Linked DNA regions of Mus musculus: region 2 is linked to region 1. Evidence: chromatin contacts called from public HiChIP or PLAC-seq data. All regions are on one chromosome and are shown on one strand. The core of a region is the stretch at or near the end of the contact, and the rest is flanking DNA. Distances in the headings are between cores, read along the strand shown.

Region 1 (2,911 bases), core at 340-2,839:
AGGAGGTAGAGAGGCTATTCAGTTAGAAGTGACTGCTGCTCATATAGAGAACCCAGTGTGGTGTCCAACATTCACTGGCAGCTCGCAACCATCTGTGACTCCAATTCCAGGGGATTTGATGCCTCTTCTGGCCTCTGTGGACACCAGGCACACATGTGGTGTGCATACATATATGCAGGCGATATATTCTTACACATAAAATAGAATCTAAAAAGGAAAAAGAAAAAAAACAGAAGGTAGAAGAAGAGAACAAGCCTCAAAAGTTGTCCTCTGACTTCCACATGCATGCTATGTCATGTATGTACATGAGCATATGCATGCAAATACACAGTAATAATAATTAATAGTAATAATAAATATAGCTACAGAAGAAACTAGAAACCAGCAAAGAAAATATGTTACTGAAGGGGATGGACCTGGATCAATATGTCCAAGAAAGAAGAGAATTCAAGAAAATGTCAGGATGAAGAGTTTCCAACCAATAGAAAACATTCCCAGGGGCGGGGCTCCACACCTCACTGGCTGCTGGTCCCAGTTCCCCCAGAAGCACTTCCCTGTGAGGGAACTCTGTCTCCTGTCAGCAATGCCTCTGAACCTCTCATGCCCTGCCCTCTTGCCACCATGTGCTCCTGACTCTTCTGGGGAGATGGGGGTGGGGGTGGAGGTTAGGGACTAGAGTTGTTCTCCCCAGAAAACCTGAGCCTCATTTTTATCAGAAAGAGTGCTTGGTTTTCCGTTCCAACTCTGCTGTGTGATTTGGAGAAAAGTCTCTGGGGCCCCAGCTTTTAAGAACCATACAGTAACCTGTTATCAGTCAGCAATGAAACTGGTTCGTAAGAACCAGCATTGAGGGGGCTGGAGAGCTGGCTCAGCGGTTAAGAGCACTGACTGCCCTTCCGGAGGTCCTGAGTTCAAGTCCCAGCAACCACATGGCAGCTTGCAACCATCCGTTATGAAACCCGATTCCCTCTTCTGGTGTCTGAAGATAGCTACAGTGTACTTACATATGATAAATAAAATAAATCTTAAAAAAGGGGGGGGACTGGGGGGGGAGGAGAGGAAGGAGAACAGGAAATTATCAGGTTATATCACATGTGAAAGGACCAATCCATAAGTGTGTCTGTATGTACATGGTGAGTTATGTATGTAGACCACAAGTGACCTGTGGCTTAGACTGCAGTAGGCAGCCTGAGCCATCCCTAAAGGCCTCCAGACTTCCATGTACCCACTTCTCCTGGGAGACCACATACTTCTGTCTCTCCTCTCAGCACAGGCGTTACCTTGAGATCACCACAGGCTGAAACACACAAGCTTACTCTCACCCCGATTTTAGCAGCTGAGCATGCCGGAAGCCCTGCGTAGTCCCCAGGTTTAAAGCAGAGAATCCCTGCTCCCTGTATAATAAACCTGGAGAGGTGCCTGCAGCTGAAGCCACAAAGCTTTCCTGGTGGAAGCCTGCAGTTCCTGCCTGCAGGACACAGAGGAGGGCAGTGGGGAGGTTACCTAAGAGGCTGGGGCAGGTCCTATAGGCTACCACTAAGAGAATGGCAGGTGCCATTGTAGCTTCCTGTCAGTCTGGAGGAGAGAGTGAGGCTGGAGTGGTGGGAAAGCACTGTTAGCTCACGCTGGCTGCTCTGGGGGTGGGGCTGTGAGTGACCGTGGGAATGGTCCCTCGGTGCCTTTTATCCCTCTGCAAACCCCAAAGATTGCTAATACCTGAAGCTCTCTGTGCACAGCAGAGGGAGAGAATGAAAGGTGAAGGCGAGATGTGATTGACCAGCTCCACAGGCCATTCCCCTCACGAGTTCTCAAGGATTAGGACGGCGAGATGCAGGCGGCTGCGACTGGGGGCCTGACACCGTCCCTCCTCTTTGTTCACTGGCATGGGAGAGACAATGAAAGGGCAGGCTGGAAAGACCAAGGGGGTGGTTAGAGATTTCTCAAGCTGCTTTTTGAAACCCTTGAAGGAGCCAGTCCATGCTATTGTTGTAGTAAAATAGAAAGCGGAACTATTCTCCTTTGGCAAAAAAAAAAAAAAAAAAAAAAAAAAAAAAAAGAAAGAAAGAAAGAAAAGAAAAAGTAAAAGAAAGAAAAGCACCCTCCCAGGCATCTTCAGGAGGCTGCTGGACCGAAGCCGTTAACATGGTAATACCATCCTGTTTGCATCTTCTTTGTCTGCCCTGCATTTGTCTGGGGTTCTGCCTCCTCACGCTAGGCCCTCTAGGGCCTAGGAAATACTTAGACCCCAAAGGAGAGGGAGCCAAGCACCCAGTGGCCACCAGCTTCCAAGGGCCCTGGCCGTTAGCAGGGGCCCAGGTGGAGTCCGAGGGAGAGTTCGGTCCTTTGTACCACTGGAAGGAGGATGTTGGGAATGGAGAGGAACTGGGAATCTACTTTTCCTTTACCCTCCCTGGAAGCCTCAGTACTAGCAAGTGGTAACAGGGCTGAACGAAGCAGAGAGGACTGATGGACTGATGGACTGCCAGGACTGATGGACTGGGTTGAAGGTGGAGGGCTCAGGAGGGAAGCAGGAAAGCCATTGATTTGGGGGATAGGTTTTAATAGGGGTGGGCGTCTGAGCACCAGGCTACGATCGGGGAAGAGAGACTTCACGGGGAGCTCCAGTTTGACCTACATCTCTCTGCTCGTGCCCCTGGTCTCAGTGAGATGCAAATGCACCGCTAGGGCTGGGGAGATGGCTCAGCGGGTAAGAGCACTGACTGCTTTTCCGAAGGTCCTGAGTTCAATTCCCAGCAGCCACATGATGGCTCACAACCACCTGAAATGAGACCTGACGCCCTCTCCTGGTGTGTCTGAAGACAGCTATAATGTACTTATGTATAATAAGTAAAGAAAAAAACAGCACTGGGATGGGAGCAGAGATGGGAAGCCAAGTGTGTGGCTGATGCTA
Region 2 (3,047 bases), core at 520-3,019, 260 kb after region 1:
AGGTGTTTCCTCATCTTAGAATCCACCCTCTAGGTTTCCTCAAATTGTGTCTTTCAGATGGTACCCACCCTGACCTGGTGAGTGACAGGAAGTACTTCAGAGTGATGGCCCCAGCCACCTCTCAGGAAAAACACAGTGACCTCCCACACCCAACCTCCACTTTCAGGGCCTCTGATAGAAGCAGAAGCTTCCAGAAACAGCCATGAGTCCCATATATTGTCTCTAAGACCTGTCTGTCTAAAATAGGAAGGTTGATTTTTGGCTTTGATTTTTATTTTCTTTTTAAGACAAGTTCTCATATAGCCCAGGCTGGCCCTGAGTCAAGGATAGCCCAACTGTGATGTTCCTACCACCACAATACTGGGATTACAGGCTTGTGCCATTCAAGCCCAGTGTGTGTGGTGGTAGAGAACAAACCCATGGTTTCCTGCATGCTAGGTAAGCACTCCACCTACTGAGCTACATCCCCAGCCCCTGGTGTGTGTGTGTGTGTGTGTGTGTGTGTGTGTGTGTGTGTGTGCGCGCGTGCGCACGCATGTGTACATATTTTTAAAACTCCTAAATAGTGTGCTGACTTACACCACTCATGCATGCTCTTTATTATGCACCCTCAGTCTCCTTTGGAAGATGTCACACTACACTTTCAGAGACATTATAGAAGGTTTGTCTGTCAGTGCCAGGTCAAAGCCCCACAGGTTAGGGTCCCAGAGAGGATCACACCAAGAGTCCCAGTACCTCCCTCTCACTTCTATGGACGTGCTGGGACCTCACATCCCAAAGTCCTGGGACCAAGTCTCCTGGCCTTATCTTTTCTTTTCACTGAGCCTCCATGCTTGTGTCCACCATGTGGACAGCTTTTAAGCCCCTCTCACAAAGCCTGGTGCTTGAGACAAAGTTAGCCAGGTTCTGCTCTTTGTCCACATTTCAACAACTCTTCTGCCTGATATTAAAAATAGCTTTGTCTGGTCGAGTGAGATCAGGCCAGGAGACAGGCGCCTGCTGTTCTAATCTCAGCCTCACAAATAGCTCTTGATGCGCTTGAGTTTCCCTCAGCACCTTCAGGGGCTCCGACTGCAACAGGGGCCTGCTTAGTTACCTCTGAAGGTGAGATTCCTCTATGCTGCTCCTGAGGTCCACAAGAGGCCTGTGCACGTGCACACACACACACACACACACACACACACACACACACACACACACACATTCCTGTTACGGACCTTTTTGGTGCCTCAGAACTAAGCCGCCATTGAGAGCATTCACCACACTCCGGGTATCCTATATTTCCCAGGCCAGAACCTACAAAAGCGTCCCTTGAGAGTTAAACTCAAACATCTATAGTAAACAGGCTGCCCCTCCCTGTCTGCCCCCTCCTCCATTCCCCACCCCTAATTCCACCTCCCTGTCTTTCCCCCAAGCCCATCTTGTACTCTGTGAAAAACCATAGACCCTTTGGTTGCCAAGGGAACCAAGCCTTTCATTCTGTTCCAGTGACTGGCTGGTTGGGGCTGAGGGGTAGGGCAACAACTGGTGCCCAGACCTTTGGAGCACACACACCCCCTCACAATGCCCCCCTTTTTTTCAAAGGAGGAGGGGTGGATTGCACCCCAGTTGCTTTTTCACCCAAGCCCAGCTGGGTGAGACAGAGCCCTTGGGCTCTCAGGAGTTCCTTGGCTGCCACTTCGGGGGGAATCCATGCTCCCCAGGCCCTTCTCTGGCCCTGGCCCTTTCCAGAGGACAATAGCCTCCACGCAAGGGAAAATTCCATCGCCCAGGGTTCAAGTCTCCAAGGAGTTGCTGGGGCCTCTGTTTAGCCTAGAGTGGGCTCTGAGGAGCCGCTGCAGCTGTCTGGCTTGTTTCCCCCTCTTGCTGTGTTTTCTCTTTAACCCCTGAGCTGCCAAGGGGCTGTTTTACCCCAACCCCCAGACAGTGCCTGGGAACTAAGAGAGGAAAGAAATAAGGCTTTGTTCCCTGGGGGAACTAATTGGGAAAGAGCAGCAGTGTGGCCTACAGGGAGAACACTCCCACCTCTGCACATCTTCACTGAAACCAGCAAGCAGGAGCTAGGAGCAAGGGGCTACAGAAAACCAGGGCTGCTCAAGCTGCTGAGAGCCATTTTTCTCAAACTCGGAAGACGTTGGGTGGGTGTGGGGGGTGGAAAGCTGCAAAGGTCTCCATCTTCCCAGCTCAAGGCCCTAAGCCAACACCTGCTTTTCTCCCCCTGCTGTTTCTTCCAAGATCTGCACACACACAAAAAAAACAACAACTCTGGAATAAAAATAGAAACTGGGGAGACCAAGGCATCCTGTTTCAAAATACTAGATTGGTAAGTGAGAAATATCTAGCAACCCCATGTCAATGCTTAACCTCTAAAAACCAGTTTTTTGTTTAGGAATTTTACTTCATTGCACATCAGTAGCAATCAATACAAAGGTTTTCTCACAAACCAAAAGTTCTGCTATGTATCTTAAGATGGGGCGAATTCTATGTACAGATCCTTAAGGTACTGAAACATTATTCTGACCCCTATAGGAGTAGAATACATTTCTAAGCAACCATCAATGCTTCCACGTATGCAGCCAAGCCAGCCAACCATGGCCATTGATCAAGAACATTTGAGAAAAGAACTTACTCTCACACTGAGACAATAGTGCAAAGATTGTCTCCGTGCTGGGAAACACCTCCTCCCCTCTCCGGGAAGGAGAGTTCTGATCCAGATATGAAGACAGCTGGGGTCTAACACAGAACTCAGAGGTTCACCCTGGCCCTAGGAGAATACAGATTGGTGCACACAGCAGGGAAGCCCAGGCCTGTTGGGTTCCTCCTGCTCTCAGCAGCCACATCTCCGGTTCACCCTCTAGTACCCGATCCTGTTGACCCACAGCCCCACCCCCACCCTGTCCTGCAGCAGTCTAGCCTTTCTCTGTTGTGGCAAGGCTGCATTTTTCCCCCAGGAAACTATTGTGCAAAAAAAATGAAGCAACACAAAGCACAGAAGTGTACATGAGCCTTTTAGGGTTCACATCTAAACCAGAGGAATTTCTCAACAA

What was found. HiChIP or PLAC-seq counts read pairs in DNA pulled down with a chosen protein or histone mark.
Region 2: an H3K27ac HiChIP or PLAC-seq map of embryonic stem cells shows a contact between it and region 1, with 2.3 times the contacts expected there. The contact joins two enhancer-like sites. A contact is called at or near these places in 1 of 484 Hi-C or Micro-C datasets (bone marrow-derived macrophages) and 9 of 115 datasets of contacts at active chromatin or transcription factors (astrocytes, craniofacial prominence, differentiating embryonic stem cells and 5 more).

Annotation. Positions count from the first base shown.
Region 1 is chr12:79,805,947-79,808,857 of GRCm38.p6, forward strand. All of the region lies in intron 10 of Rad51b (RAD51 paralog B), which reads left to right. Among named protein-coding and RNA genes, the nearest start is that of Gm36048, 8.5 kb to the left of the region's middle. Within about 2 kb of position 1,590, at least 38 of the 459 cell types and tissues checked have an H3K27ac peak or open chromatin away from gene starts, as enhancers often do. A contact at or near this core is called in differentiating embryonic stem cells, embryonic stem cells and microglia, where this site is marked.
Region 2 is chr12:80,061,027-80,064,073 of GRCm38.p6, forward strand. The region is part of intron 3 of Gm36660 (a long non-coding RNA gene); the gene reads right to left. Among named protein-coding and RNA genes, the nearest start is that of Gm36660, 23 kb to the right of the region's middle. RefSeq lists an enhancer at 1-3,047. Within about 2 kb of position 1,770, at least 191 of the 459 cell types and tissues checked have an H3K27ac peak or open chromatin away from gene starts, as enhancers often do. A contact at or near this core is called in differentiating embryonic stem cells, embryonic stem cells and microglia, where this site is marked.